Regions from separate parts of the Mus musculus genome. Here region 2 is linked to region 1. The links are chromatin contacts, called in public HiChIP or PLAC-seq maps. All regions are on one chromosome and are shown on one strand. The core of a region is the stretch at or near the end of the contact, and the rest is flanking DNA. Distances in the headings are between cores, read along the strand shown.

Region 1 (7,815 bases), core at 3,717-6,216:
AGATAGGAAATTTTAATAGCATAGAGGGTAACTATCTGCCCAGCTCTAGTGCTAATTAAGGCTTATTCTAAATATAAAGGTCATGTGTGTGTTTCATCTGGGAACTAAATGGTCAAAGGTGGAATAGAAACCCCGGATTGGGGTTAAAAAATACTACAACAAGCAACCAAGAGCAGGAATGGTGACAGCTCGCTCAAGCTACACTGACAAAATCAACAAGAATGAGACAAGAAATGTCAAAAGAAGTATGTCAATACTCAGAAACCATCAGGAGGCAAGAAATGAGTAATGGTTTGAAAAGGGGGGGTCAATACAAACATTAACAGAAAACTAGCTACAAAAGTGTGAAGTGACCTTAAAGAATCTGTTGGAGTTGAGAGAATGAATACCCACGGCATGAAGAGACTCACCAGAGATTCCTCCCAGAGATGAGATCTCATCCGGAACTGATACTTGGGAAAGACAAGCTGCTCAACCAAACAAGAGCAAATCAATTCCATGACCACACACAGAAGGAGAGGGGAAAGGAGCTGGACTGGCTGGTTCTGTGTCAACGTGACACAGCTGGAGTTATCACAGAGAAAGGAGCTTCAGTTGGGGAAATGCTTCCACGAGATCCAGCTGTAAGGCATTTTCTCAATTAGTGATCAAGCGGGGAGGTCCCCTTGTGGGTGGTGTCATCTCTGGGCTGGTAGTCTTGGGTTCTATAAGAGAGCAGACTGAGCAAGCCAGGGGAAGCAAGCCAGTAAGTAACATCCCTCCATGGTTGCTGCATCAGCTCCTGCTTCCTGACCTGCTTAAGTTCAAGTCCTGCATCCTTTGGTGATTAACAACAATGCTAAAAGTGTAAGCTGAATAAACCCTTTCCTCCCCAACTGCTTCTTGATCATGATGTTTGTGCAGGAATAGAAACCCTGACTATGTCAGGAGCTAAGACACTGAGACAGGAACTAAAGACACAATGTCCTATGCATAAATGTACTTAAAGGGGTACAGGAAACGGCTGGCGATTCTAATATGGAGTAAATAATGTTTTGTGGCAAGTGACTCTGACTGCATAAACAGAAGAAGGAGTCATGGATAGAGACCAGACTGAGGCCTTGGATGCATGGCTCTGAAGAGCTCTTAGTGCACATGTACTATAACATACTCAGAGCGACAGAATCAAAGACACTCTAATAGGAACCAACATATTCAGTACTTATATCTGGGCTCCTAACTACCACTCTCAACAAAAGACACCAGGGTCCCTTGGAGAATGGCGGACCCCAGATCTAGGTGACAGGCTATTTCTCTGCAGCCAGTGAAATGAGCTGATTCAAGCTGAATTAAATTGTATCAAAGGCAGGGTTAGTGGGAAGCTGCTCTGAGGTGGGTGAGTTCACTGACCCCAAGGACCAATACCAGGGAAGTTGCCATGGAGAAGGGGGGCATGGGTGAAAGAGAGAAAAAAGGGTGTGTGTGTAGACAGAGAAGAGAGAGACAGACAGAGAGAGAGAGAGAAAGAGAGAGAGAGAGAGAGAGAGAGATTACAAAATGTCTGGGAGGCGCCTCTGGAAGGGCAGCCCAGCCCTTAGGCTGGAAAGTTCAGAGCTGGGGACAAGGTATGCCAGGTAGGGGCTGAGGGATGCTGGGAGAACCTGGAGGCCAGGTCTGCTTTGGTATGTAAAAATACACCTCAGCCCATTGGAGAGTTGGTGGGGGTAGCCTAAACCAAACAATAGGCAGAAAAAAAATTGGGAAACCACCCCTTGTCCTGGAAACACAGCTAGTGAGGTCATGGCTACTGAAGGAGAATCTACAGCCACTAATTTACTAAGCCAGCATAATCCCTAATAATAATGTATATACACTTGTCCTTATACCCACAAGTAAGTGTAGGCTTCAACCCTTATCAAGAGAACTTCTCTTTGCAACAGATGGGAGACCACTACAGAAAACCACAACCAGTGACAATGAAGAGCTTCGCAGCCCTGTACTAATGGATACACATTCAAAACACTCATGCACCTAAGGCTCGAGTCATGATGCAGAAGAGACTCGACAAATCAACAAGGGGCAGGTCTAGCTGCGAAACCCTTGGAAATGCACAGCACAATGTCAGAGCAGGTAATATCAGAAGCTACAGCCATCAAGTCTCGCCAGCGTGGCTGCTTGCACATGAACTGAAGAAGCACGACATCAATGAACATGTCAAACTGGACAGAGAAAGGCTCATGAGGCCTCATAAAGAACTATAGGCAATCGAGGGAAGCCAAGAGAGGGAGAAGAAAGAGGGCTTCCCCACTGCTAAAGAGTCAGCCTAGAAAACACACATACAGGTAACATTATGCGAACTCAACTTAGCAATACTTAGCAATATTTATATGTATACATATGTGCATGCAATAGCAATTAGCAAAAAGTAGGCCATGAATTTGAAGGAGAGCAGGGAAAGGTATATGGGGCAGGGTTGGGAGGGGAAAAGACAGAGAGAAATGTTGTAATTAAATTGTAGTTTCAAAAATTTTTAAGTAATGGAAGAAATATCAAAAGACACAGTAATCTCCTGAAGGCATTATCTTGAATATGAGGTAATTTAAAAAAAATAATGTTAGGAATAGGCTATTAGAGAATCAAAAAGAAAAGCCATTATTTTAGCTAGGCATGGTGGTGCATGTCTTTAAGCCCAGCACTCTGGAGGCAGAGACAAGCAGATCTCTGTGAATTGGAGGACAGTCTGGTTTACATACCAAGTTCCATGTCAGCCTAGGGTACATAGTGAGACTCGGTACAAGTCCATGATTTTATTCTGATATAAATAACCAAAAAAGTAAATAGATAAGAAGAGAAAGCTTTCCCTCACAATAGAATTCCAAGCACAGAAGTAACGGTGAGGGAGAAAGCCGGTATCCACACAGCAATCCTGATGCTAAGAAAGAATCACGAACGGGTGATAAAATTAGAAGGGACCATAGTAACATGGTCTCAAAATATACTCCCAACAAAAACGTGCTAGTTGCAGGGGAAATGTTTTACAGCAGATAAATATGACTAAAATCACCTTAGCCAAAGGGCCAAACTCAACGTCAATGGCAGCTCAACAAACCAACCTGGGGCAGGACTTGCTGCAAAACACCCAGAAATGCACAGCATAACTTTGAGAGTTGTCAACATTAACAAAGGCACACCCAAATTTATTCATGAAGAAACCTTAGATGAACCCAAATTTAAATGTTTCTGGAAAAAAAAATAACTAGTCCGCATTTTTTAAGAGTCATGGCTGACAAAGGAAGATTATGGAAGCATTCTGGACTCAAGCGACTCACACCAAACAAGCAAAGCAGCCTGGGTAAGGACAGAGGGAGACCTCCTTGCTCTAGGTCATGCACTACAGAACTGGTCTAGAAGGAGACATGACAGGAGTGTGTCCTCCTGGCTGAGACCTTGGGACTTAGTGGGAAAAGTGGTAAAATTTGCATGAAGCCTGTTGGCCATGAAGAGAATTCATATCAATATTAATTTCCTGTTTTTGATCACTGGAGTTATGTAAGAAGTTAACATTTGAGAATCTGCTGTGCTGTTTGGATGGCTTTTATAGGGATAAAACTCATTTAAAATGAATGCTTGAAGTTTTATTTTTAAAAGTCTTAAGATAACAGCAAGGAAAAAGAAATTCTCCTTGTTGAAAATCTAGCATAATGTTATCTGTAGGGCTATTTATTAAGCAATAATACATGGTGGTAAATGGGCTTTGTAACCATCCAGATGTGGGCTCAATTCTGGCCTTGTGTGATACCAGGCTAGTTAATCTCTATAAGCCTTAATTTCCCCATCTGTGAAAGGAGTGGTCATAAGAACCCCTACTTGATTGATTATAATAGCCAATATTTATATTTACATGGTGACTACTTATGACCAATAGGTAATATTTGTAAGGAGTTTATTATGAACTCAGCCAACATAATTCTTAGCAGTTTTTATTGTTATTGAAATGACTGGCCACATCAATGACTAATTGTCTCCTTGTAAACAAACTACCTACTATGCACTGACAGGTCTCTTAAAGCCAGAGAGATACCTAATAAATTATGTTTCCAATATTTTGAGGCACCTCACTGTAACTAAATACAATATATAGGTACTTAAACTTACAAACACAAAAATTGATTTTTCCTTGTTTTTTTATTAGATATTTTCTTCATTTACATTTCAAATGCTATCCCCAAAGTCCCCTATACCCTCCCCCAGCCTTGCTCCCCAACCCACCCACTCCCGCTTCCTGGCACTGGAATTCCCCTGTACTGGGACATATAATCTTCACAAGACCAAGGGCCTCTCCTTCCAACGATGGCCTACTAGGCCATCCTCTGCTACATACGCAACTAGAGACACAGCTCTGGGGGTTACTGGTTAGTTCATATTGTTGTTCTTTCTTAGAATGGGAAACAAAATACCCATGGAAGGAGTTACAGAGACAATGTTCAGAGCTTAGACAGAATGAAGGACCATCCAGAGACTGCCCCATCCGGGGATCCATCCCATATACAAAAATTGATTTTTTTTTTTTAACTTAACTTATAGGTTTCTCTTGAGGCAAGTAGCATCTGGCTTACTTTTAATTTTGGAGTGACAGATCTATGCCACAGGAAGATGGTTTGTGTACTGCCTTAAGATTTAGAAAGGGCTACCAATGGGTGACTTGAGCATGTAGAGAAGCTGCATTGACTCTTCCTTTAAAGGGGCAGAGAGAAGCCAAACTCCCCGGTTTGTCTTTTCTAAGATTCTGAACTACTCAGATGTGATGACATAGATCAAATATTTGAGGTTAGGGATTGCTTGTAGGTTCATGCTTTGTCCTTTAATCTGTCTTTGAGATAAGTCCAGGATAAATAATGAGCAAGCACAGAAGAAGGGGGAGTGTGGCTACGTGCGATCCTGTTTCAGTGCTAAGGACAACACCGAGATGGCTGGTGTTTCTAGCAACGCATTCATCCTGTGCAAAAGCAAGATCAAGGTCTTCCATGGCAAACATTCCATCTATAAATAAGGGACAGAACCACCACAAACAAAGCGTGCCACTCCGCTGTCTCCTAAATACCTTCAGTAATGATCCAAGGCTACGAACAAAGGCAACATTCCTGAACAAATCCGCTTATCTTCAAACTCTGGTCTAAGGTTTTAGAAACCCTCACTTCTGGATCTTAACCAAGGAGAGTTTCCATCCAGGCACTGAGAAGGGCAGGTCAAATTCATGCTAATTTTAACCTTAGCAGGGATGTTTGCTAATCCCTTCCTGACTCCTTGTTGATTCCTGTGAGCCCTGATGGTGCATTCCAAAACACCTTCATGTTTGAGTCTTAACCCAGGACTGCTTCCTTCACTGACAGGGACTTCTGACTGTGGCTAAGATCCAGTGTACCCAGCCAGGATCATCTAAACCACTGTCCCATCCCCACAGTCTCCAACATCCCAGTTCTATCCTCTAGCCATGGAAGCCCAACTTCATCCTTTAAGGCTCTCCTTCCATCCTTCTTTCTACTCTTCCATAAGAGTCCCCAAGCTCCATACACTGTTTGGCTGTGCACATAAGTAGCAGATGTGAAACATGGCCTTCATGTGGGACCCATACAAGTGGAGCAGGGGTTATCCCAGAAGCTGTTGCTTGTATGTGGGATATGCTCTTCTAGCTGGCCTGCCTTGTCTGGCCTCAGTGGGAGCGGAAGTACCTAGCTTCGAAGAGTCTTGAAGTACCAGGATTGGGGGATACCAAAGTAGCCCCACCCACTCAGAAGGAGAAGGAGATGGGGGCCCGGGGCAGGGGAAGGTTGTGGGAGGGGATGACTGAAAAGAGAAAAGTGAAGAAGTAAAAATAAATAAATTAATTAATTAAAAATAAAAGCTCCTCCTTCATCTTGGGTCCTTAATTTCCTGACTTCCAATGGGTCCTTTGCTGTTTTGAGTCTCACTTTTCTTCCTTTTTATTCTATTTATTGCTTTGTTTGCTGGTTTCAGAGAGGGTTTTCTTATGTATCTCAGGTAGTCCAGGAATTCATTTTTTCAATCAGTCCAGGTATAAGCTTCAATTTTTGGTAATCCTCCTGCCTCAGATTCCCAATAAGGACTCTTATTGTCTGTACTGTTTTTGTTCATTGTTCACTTTAATTTGAGGGAGAAAATGTTGATTGTGTCTTGTGAGCCATTAAGATAAGATATTTCATAATTAGAAGAACTCTGCCTTATGTAAATTATATATCATAATTAGGGAATAAATTTCACTTGATCAACAAATAGTACTTTACTCATTATTACTTCAGTCAAAGTCCATCTTGAGCAATTCAACGATTTGGGTAGTTCCTATAACCTGCATAATAAACATGAAAAATCTTCATTCACAATAAAAAAGGACTCGTTATCTCAGAGTGTCTTCATAATTCTGTTGCTGTTGAGGATAGTTCAGTAATTTCATCAAAGTTTTACCCTGGCATTTTGACAGGTGAGAGCTGTGTCCATGATGGACAAGGTCCACTCCCTGCTCTGGCTTGAGTATGATTTTCTTGAGTTATCTGGGGCTACTTTTTGCAGTTTGTGTCTTACATAATCATAACACCTGGACTTCATCTGGAACTTTAATTTCTGAAGCATTTTCAGATGTAACATATCATTTGTTATTCTGATTACATATGTGGAGAAGTGGCCAGTGAGTCATGTGACCAAGATCCAAACCAGAGCCCCAGTAAGAAGGGAAGTCCTTTGGTTTATAGTCATGTTCATTCTTCTTTGCCACAAATAGTAAGCTTTCCTTGGGATGCCGTTAGCTGCTGGAATTGCGCTTTATTTACTTCCCACACTGTTCAACCTCTGGGCACTCCTGTTGCATAAGGTAAAGGGCGTTTCTGAGTCTCTGCGAGAGGAGAACAACAGAAGCATCCTTGGTACATTTGGCCAACAGACACTCAGTGAGAGCCAAGTGAGAGCTAGCTTCAAACAGTCAAGCCTACATAGCTTTTGCTCTCGTTGTGTAGAGTCCCATGCCACCGCAGGTCAGTGCTTCCCAATACGGGAAGCTAGGATAGCCAGATGCAGCACATACTCAGGATCCCAGATGTTTATATTCAGCGGGACACAGAACTGAATTTCTCAGCTTGTCTCCATCAGTTAGTTGGTCACTGACTTGTTTTTAACTCCTCATTCTTCAGGCAGTACCCCTTCCATTTTAAGATATCACTTTCAGATAACTACTCATTCAATGGTGGTCCCCAACACTGCCGTAGACACAGAGTACCCTCAAGGATCCTGATGGATCCTCAGTGGTCCTCTAAGCTTGCTAAATCTGTTCTCCCCCAAAGAAACAGACCGTTGTCTCTGTTATGTTGTCAGTGGTACAGGACAGATGAATGAGCACCACTGGATACATGGTGGATTTCGTCATTAGAAATACACTTTGGGCAGGCAAGCAGTGTATCTTACTTAGTATGGCCACGCTTATGCCATTTTGCCCCTAGGGTCGACAGAAGTATATGAAGATTTCCAACTTTCTTCATAATATGCATCATGATATTGGCTTAATCAAAAGAATAGCAATGCAGCAAGCAAGCAGGTTGTAGAGTCTGAATAAGACACTTGCAGAAAGGGTGTCTCAAGACAAATATAACAGCACATGCCTGCAATGCCAGTTTTTGGAAGGTAGAAAAAACTAAGGTCAAATGTTCAAAGCCAGCTTGAAGAAAAGAAAGAGTATCTGATAAAGAGACTGGATGTTCAATCAGCTCAGAATCCCACTTTCGTCAACAGATGAGATGGACAGCTTTGTAGACTGGCTTAGGGAAGTTACTA
Region 2 (7,815 bases), core at 1,362-3,861, 410 kb before region 1:
TCAGCCCTGATTGCAAGGTTCCTTAGGTACAGTAGAGAGCAAACCCTTTGTATAAGAAAATAAAAGTGTTCCAATAAATCACTTAAAGAAGCTTTAATTACGTTTTAAAAATGTTTCAAATTATAATTCTAAGTTCTTCTGCAGTGTTTTTATGATTTATTTTTTATTATTTATTTTATTTCCCTCCAAGAATGTAACTTCCCAGCTTAGAGTTGAAAAGACATCTTCTATTGCTCTCGGGGGAGCTGTCAGGCAGCTCTATGAAGGCATGTGAGCTTTCTGCACCATAGAAAGTATTTCCTCTGGCTGGAGAGATGGCTTAGTGGTTAAGAGCACTGACTGCTCTTCCAGAGCTCCTGAGTTCAATTCCCAGCAACCACAGGGTGGCTCACAACCATCTGTAATGGGATCCGATGCCCTCTTCTGGTGTGTCTGAAGACAGCTACAGTGTATTCATATACATACATACATACATACATACATACATACATACATACATACAAACATACATACATACAATCTTTTTTTAAAAAAAAAGTATTTCCTCCAAACTAGGCATATCTATTCATGGATGAAATGAAGCACATATATTTGAGCCACAAATATAGATCAAATGTTGGTTTGGATAAATATTATAAAAATTCTAATTTGGTACCACTCAGAAGGGCTCCTCATAAAATGGTTTTCACACAAGTGTATGTTACTCTCCTGACAATTATGAGATTTAGTTAATGAGTCTAAGGATCCTACTTAGCACCTCGAACAAGAAGGTGCATAAAAACTGGAGATTATTGTTAATTCAAATCTGGAGTAATTGATCCTTATTAATCGACTACTAAATAAATATCTGCATAATGCTAATGTCATACACGGACAAGCTGGATTTAGAAGTGGTTAAATCATACAGAAAAGCAATGGACAATGGGCTCAAACATAGTGTAACCTCAAAGATGAAATTCACATGTACTTCAATAGTTTACAGGACATCCAATGTACCTCCTGCCTATGTCAGTACAAGGACAAGAAAATCACCTCCCAAATTTAATCTTTTACTAATGTAACATTCTTCTATTCCACTGAGATTTTAATTCCCATGGTCTTGTTTGCTCTTCAAATTGTTAAACAATCAAGATTGCATCATGGGTGCAGCTGAGTGGTAGCAAGCTTGCCTAACATTCTTTAGGCTCTGTGTTTGATAAGGTGTGCTAGCATGTGGTAATGCCTACACAATGATGTCAGCCCCCCTCAACTACAACTTGCCCTGATTTTTATGCTCCAAGTTTATTTCCCTGAGTAGCCTTCTATAATCTGTAGAAGTTCAAAAGAAACAAAACTATCCTCCCACAGATACACACCAGAAAGAAAAAAACAAGCAAGCAAGCAAACAAACAAACCAAAGACATGATTTCAAGACCCACAGGTCTTACTTAAAACTCTTCTCAAATAGCCTTAAAGTTCTTCACTGCATAAATCAGTTGACAGTTCCCAAGGCTAATGACATCATATGCTACACACATGGGCTAATCATGTGAGGACATTTAAGCTACGCTTTCAAAAGCATAGGTCAGTGTAGCAGAACACAGAGAGTAAAGTGCGTGTTCCACAATATTCCTGGGGTTTAATAGAAACTACTACACAGTATTTTCATCTAACTAAAACTCTGTCAAGTGTTTGACATAAGAAACCTCAGTAGACCTCCCAGTGAACTTTGGCATTTTGGCCGTGTGGCCAGAAGAACAGTCTCCCATGACAAAGCCTATTCATGAGTCAGCCAGGGAAATAAGCACAATGCTTGCTTAGCTGACGGCTCTTCCCTTTATCGTACTGGCAAGCATGCGCGACACGGGCATCCGCGGTACTAAATTATAGATTGTATATCGTTCTAAAATGCAGTTTCAAGGGTTATGTAAACATGTCTTATTAATAAGCCTAGGTTGACGTGCTTTGGTTTCCGTTGTTTGAAGTCTACCAGGGAGAAAGAGATCAGCAAAATATCTGCAAATTCGAGATAATACATCCACAGCTACTGATGTATTACTGTCCTAAGTTTGCAAAATGGTTCATATTTAAAAAAAAAAAACACACAGAAAGAAAAGAAAACCTCACTTTACCTAAACAATGGCTTAAATGACTATGAAGGGGTCTGTCCTGCAGGGTCCCCAGGCCTGATATTTAGGTTTTGCCCCAGATGCCCTTGTCAGTATTTCCACAACAAAGTCAAAGGTGGCCTTTGGAAGGAGGGTTAAAGAGGAGGCTTCCTGTCAGGGCTTTACAACAGAGAATCAACAGAGGCCCTGTGAGGTCAGCATTATTCAGCACTGGGGCCTCCTTTCCGGGACCCCTCCGGATGCTCGGGGTCCCCAGGCTGGGCGGTCCGCGGCCAGTGCTCACCCTGGCTTTCCGCCCAGGCAGCCCCTGCCAGGCCTTGCACCCAGAGCCCTTGCGCAACCAGGGTGCTCCGCATGGGCCCCGAAACTAGGCCGGCTGCTAGAGCAGCGAGCCCCACTTTCTCCAGGCAGGAAGTGGGGAGGCGGAGAGCATTTCCTGTTGTGCACTGACAGCCAGGGAGACGTCATCGCAGTCAGCGCCTTCGGATGGCCGCCCCTGGGCCAAAGGTCAGCTGCCGGCAGGGCGGGGGCTCGCAGGCGGGGGCGTGCGCTGAGACTCCCGCTGCAACGCTGCGCCTCCCGGGTCTGCAGTCCCACAAGAGGCCACCTGACGCCTTACGGTCCTGCAGGACTCAACTCCCGCCCACCAACCCCCGCCCGGCCCCAGCAAGAAGAGGCATGCATCTTCAGAGGCTGAAGAAGCACTTTCCTTGCCCGATCCTGATTGCAGTTTCCCTAATAGGACTCTCTACCAGGAATCTTTTTTTTGTTTGTTTTGTTTTGTTTTGTTTTGTTTTTCGAGACAGGGTTTCTCTGTATAGCCCTGGCTGTTCTGGAACTCACTTTGTAGACCAGGCTGGCCTCAAACTCAGAAATCCACCTGCCTCTGCCTCCCAAGTGCTGGGATTAAAGGCGTCCGCCACCACACCTGGCTACCAGGAATCTTTTAAAGCATCAAAAGTTGCCTGCCCTCCCCCTTCCTCCCCTCGAGCCCCACTTTTTATCTCCAATATTGATTCCTTAAACAACTGACACATGGCAGAAATGAAAGCTGATTTCCATACTGCGCACCTCCAATGAAGTCGAAGACAAACAGGAAATGCTATGTTCTCATTAAATACCCACTGCACAGCATAAACTTCCACCTACTGAGGTCTTTAATGCTCGTAATTTATTTCTTAAAAGTCTCCTAAGATCTATTTGGTCTTGCTCTTACCCTGGATAATAACAACAAAAAACAGGACCAAAATATTTTAAGGGAAAAATGATCGATTTATAGTTTTTAAGCCACTGATTTTTTTTTTTCTTTAGCCTCAATTTCCAGACTTGTATTTCGTTTCAAGCCATAACCATGATAACCCTGGGTAATTCTACAAGTCAGTGGGTTAAGGTTAACAGTGGTTAAAAATAAGACCATAAGGTATTGTATAATTATTATGAAATAAAAACTGAAATAGTTTCCTTTCAGTTTGCTAATGAGATAGATTGTTAATTACAAGAAAAAATGATAACTTCTGTTCTCATGACAAACCAGTATGAAGGCACTGAACCACCGTCTCTAACATTTCAACTATGCAGTGTTTCGCAGGACATGATAAGAGACATTTACAGCCTTACATGATGACCTTCAGCAATGGTAATTTCTCAATATAAATCTTTGGAGTAGCAGGTCTTCCTCACTAACTGAAGCGGGGAGGCAGCAGTATACACACAGGTAAGCTGAATGAGAAATATCTATCTGCTCAATTTGCTATGAACCTTAAGCTGATCTAAGACATGATTTTTTAAACATATTTAGGGTTCTGTATACATTATTTAAGAAACAACTTCTCTAGCTAGGTGACCTAAAACTTGTGATCCTCCTGCCTCTAGCTTTTTAGTGTTGAGATAATAGGTATGTACCATTGCGATGCAGGGATCAAACCAGGTACAGTCTCCACCAGCTGAGCTGCAAGTCAGATCCACCACCTTCCCTTTGTTAAAGGGTACTAATTTTTTTATGCTAAATGGGCATAAACATGGAATCTGATGAATGTCAACTGCCATATTCAATCCTCACTGTCTAAGGCAATATCAAAGGATGCCATTATAGTGACCCAAAACCAATGTGTCTTTGACCACTCTTGTCTTTTCACCTTAACACCCTAAGAAAAAAGTAGGGTTTTTGCATCATCAGTTTAAATTTGCGTATAATTTACATAATATTAAAATATTCCATTTACTCAGCACATAATTAAACTGTCAGTCAGAAATAAGCTCTGAGTATTTAAATGTCCACTCAGCTGGGGAGCCAACAGACTTGTAAAGACCTGAACTATGCTCTATGTTACCTCTGCTCTGCTTCAGGGAGGCGATGCCTTACAGTGACTCTTGGCAGGGTCTAAGAGATAATCATTCCAAATTCCTTGTTTCCTTAGCATGGACACAACAACTTATAAAGTAAGTTTTCGATTCATTTTATCTTTATATGTATGGGTATTTTGTCTGCACCGCATGCATACAGTAACCACGGGTCAGAAAAAGGCACCGGATGCCCTGCAAGTAGATTAGGGATGGTTGTGAGCCACCACGAGGGTGCTGGGAACCAAACCAAAGTTCTCTGCAAGAGCAATAGGTGCTCTTAACCACAGAGTCATTCTCCAGACACAGACAGAGATACACACACAGCAACGTTTAAATCCCAACAGTGTCGAAGCATCCATCCTTGCATAGGGGAGGGAGCCTAATGTATCCGATCCCATGAAAACCTTCCGTGTTTTGTCCGTCTCCTGAGTGATCCCTCTCCTAGGAGTTTCAACACGTACCCCCATCTCAAGTGTTGTTTTATTGAGTAAGTCTGCCCTAAACATTTCTTTTGTTTTTCTTTTTTCTTTTTATGAGTGCGGATTGTTACTTACTCTTTCAAATCATGTCACTGGTATAAAATTAACAAGCCATAAGTTACAAGTGACTGCCCAAATACTATCTAGGGTCAGTGAAGATTTTATTCAAGCCTCATGCTCTCTGGTTTATATTATGTTCCTGATGATGACTCTGGAAAGAACAAAGGGGATGGTTAAAAATTCTCCTGTTTTATAATCCTAATTATGGACTAAATGAAAGTAATACTATTATAAGTTTAGCACAGACTGAAGATAGAAAGACCAGTATAGCAGCAATAAAGCATATCAACTTGTGAATAAACATATTAATTGTGAACACAGACCATAATATTGAACTATGGCGTCTTCTGGTTCAAGGTGCTTTTTCTGCTACATGAAAAAGAACAAATGAATGGGAAATACAAAGATACTGTACGGGATAACTGATTTCACACCTTCTCTTTAGAAACAGGGTAGGTAGCAAGGCAAACTAAAGCAGGTGTGACTTAGTCCCCCAGGACTACAAGGTGTCCAAGCACCATTTGTCTCCCGGCTCAGTGGTACCAGGATGAGGGTCCACCACCATCCCTTCAGACCTTACAGCTCTAGAAAGCTGTTAATATATGTTCAATTAGTGACAGGGTTAAGAAGCACACCAGTGTGTGACAGCTCACCTCCTTCGTCAGCCGCCATTTAACATTTCAGAACGGTAACTTTTAATTATAATTTATTTTATACATGCTAATAAAATTTAAATTATAGCTAAACCTAAACTATAATAATGGTTGAACATTGGTATCCTCACACACACTGAACGAATCCTGAAAATTAATGACACATATACTACGTGGTGTTTACACTATCCCCACGCAGAGTACACTTCTCCAAAAGCTAAAAATGTGAAGAAAGTTCAAACAGGATAATCTCCATAATCATTAAGAAATCTAAACTCAAAGTACCTATTCAGGAAATGAGAACTCTCAACTCCAGTAATATAGAGTCACTAACTCTATTATGAGGCTAATATATCATTTTTCAATATAGATTCATTTGTTCTATGACATGCATGCCTGCTTAAATATCGACTTCCCTGGCTATTCATCTTATCTACTAAGCAATGTAAGCAGGTAAATTCAAACTAGTTTTCCAGTAGACACCATAGGTAGTGCAGAGTTTAAGTCATAATATTTTAAGGTTGTTGCAAAGATGCAAAAAGAGCTACATATTATACTGCACTGTATTGGGGGGGGGGGTCACACGATTAATGTGCATGCATGAAATTCTTCCAATATTCTGCATCCTCATTTTTAATGAGCAGAAAACATTAGTTTACCTTATCTTAAAGAGATAATAAATTAATCTGAGCATGCCATTGGTATGTTTCAGAGGTAGGGAAGTGCAAAGGGGCAGGCCTGACTTACACCAGAGTGGACATCAAAGGATCCATCATCCACCTCTCTGCCTTTAAAACTGAAGTCATTATTTTGAGACAGCCACCCCATTTCAAGACAGGCAGTATATTCTAATGGCAAGCCGACACAGAACCAGTGTCTTTCATGTCCTGCTATTTATAAACGCAATCGGATTTCCTGCATAGGAATTTCTAGATACCTTCCTTTCGCCCGTTTATTGGTTGCACCTTTTTCAACTGTGCTTGCCAAGTTATGAGGATCAAACTCTGGCCCAGTATAGCTCTCCCTTCCTATGGTTTGGGGTAGTGGAATGCAGGCTCTTGAGAGAACTGTCTTCAGGTCTCTTTTCAGCCTGCATATAAGCATTTGATGCTGTCCTCAAAGCAGGGCCTTTCTGAGCACACTGCTGACTGCTGGCGCTTCCCTGTACTGTGGTGTTTATGCCTGTCAAATCAAGGCCTCACTCAAGCATCCCCTTCTTCCAAGAAATCTCTCCCGCATCCTCCACCAAGGGTTATTCTGCACCTTGTTAATGTATCATTTCGGCCTCTCTGCTGGTACTTCACCAGTCTCTTTTAAAAATAGCTTCCTTTCCTTTCTTTTCTGAAGCAAGCTAGAGCATACAGGGTTTGAGGACGGCAATGAAACGCTCTATTTTCTACCAGATCATATTTATATCACACATTATTTTCCCACTCATCTTAAGTATACTAGAGCTATTCTTGCTCAAATCTGCTTGAACCTTATGACTATACAAGGTACCTCAGCTCTAGATAAGCTATCTATAAAATCTTAACAAGCATAGGCCCTTTTTATAATACATTTCTGAACCAGTTGGGGCCATCTTCTGAAGACTAAAGGAAATTGAGCAACTTATTTTTGAGATCTGATTTTAAAACGAAATCAATGCAAAACACCAGCCTGGAGTCAGTTTCAAACATGAACAATCCAATCCCGGACAAAATAATGAAAATGAACACATCCTATAAGGTACAACAACTAGAAATATTTAGCCTGGGTGAAGAAAAAGAGAATAAATAAGGTGACCATTATCACCTAAATAACTGTAGCAATGTCTGCCAGACAATGGGCAAATTTATTCTGCATTGCTGCTGAAAATATGCTGCTCATGAAAAGAAATATCCCAAAGTAGGCAGAGCTTCCCAAAGAAAATAGTGTTTAAGTAGAGGCTGAATACACAGCCCGGGTTGAACTGTCCTGAATTATGTCGTCCATGGCTGGGGGTTAGATGGCTCCAAAGGTCTTATCTATTCCTACAAGAGACTTTACATTGCAAAGCACCAGGGCCCTCAGTTAACAGCGCAAAAGCAATACATCATGTACTATACTGAACGCATTAGTCAGTATCATTTTAGAGACTTAAATGTGCTCAATAAGTTACCTCAGCCACACTTACTACACATCGTATCACAG

Evidence for each region. HiChIP or PLAC-seq counts read pairs in DNA pulled down with a chosen protein or histone mark.
Region 2: an H3K27ac HiChIP or PLAC-seq map of extraembryonic endoderm stem cells shows a contact between it and region 1, with 3 times the contacts expected there. The contact joins two enhancer-like sites. A contact is called at or near these places in 1 of 15 datasets of contacts at CTCF or cohesin (the NIH/3T3 cell line), 7 of 484 Hi-C or Micro-C datasets (cerebellar granule neurons, cranial neural crest, embryonic fibroblasts and 4 more) and 7 of 115 datasets of contacts at active chromatin or transcription factors (craniofacial prominence, embryonic basal ganglia, embryonic forebrain and 4 more).

What each region holds. Positions count from the first base shown.
Region 1 is chr10:13,574,387-13,582,201 of GRCm38.p6, reverse strand. No RefSeq gene overlaps it. Among named protein-coding and RNA genes, the nearest start is that of Pex3, 25 kb to the right of the region's middle. Within about 2 kb of position 4,966, at least 18 of the 459 cell types and tissues checked have an H3K27ac peak or open chromatin away from gene starts, as enhancers often do. A contact at or near this core is called in extraembryonic endoderm stem cells, where this site is marked.
Region 2 is chr10:13,977,782-13,985,596 of GRCm38.p6, reverse strand. The region is part of intron 1 of Hivep2 (human immunodeficiency virus type I enhancer binding protein 2); the gene reads right to left. Among named protein-coding and RNA genes, the nearest start is that of Hivep2, 15 kb to the right of the region's middle. Within about 2 kb of position 2,611, at least 299 of the 459 cell types and tissues checked have an H3K27ac peak or open chromatin away from gene starts, as enhancers often do. A contact at or near this core is called in extraembryonic endoderm stem cells, where this site is marked.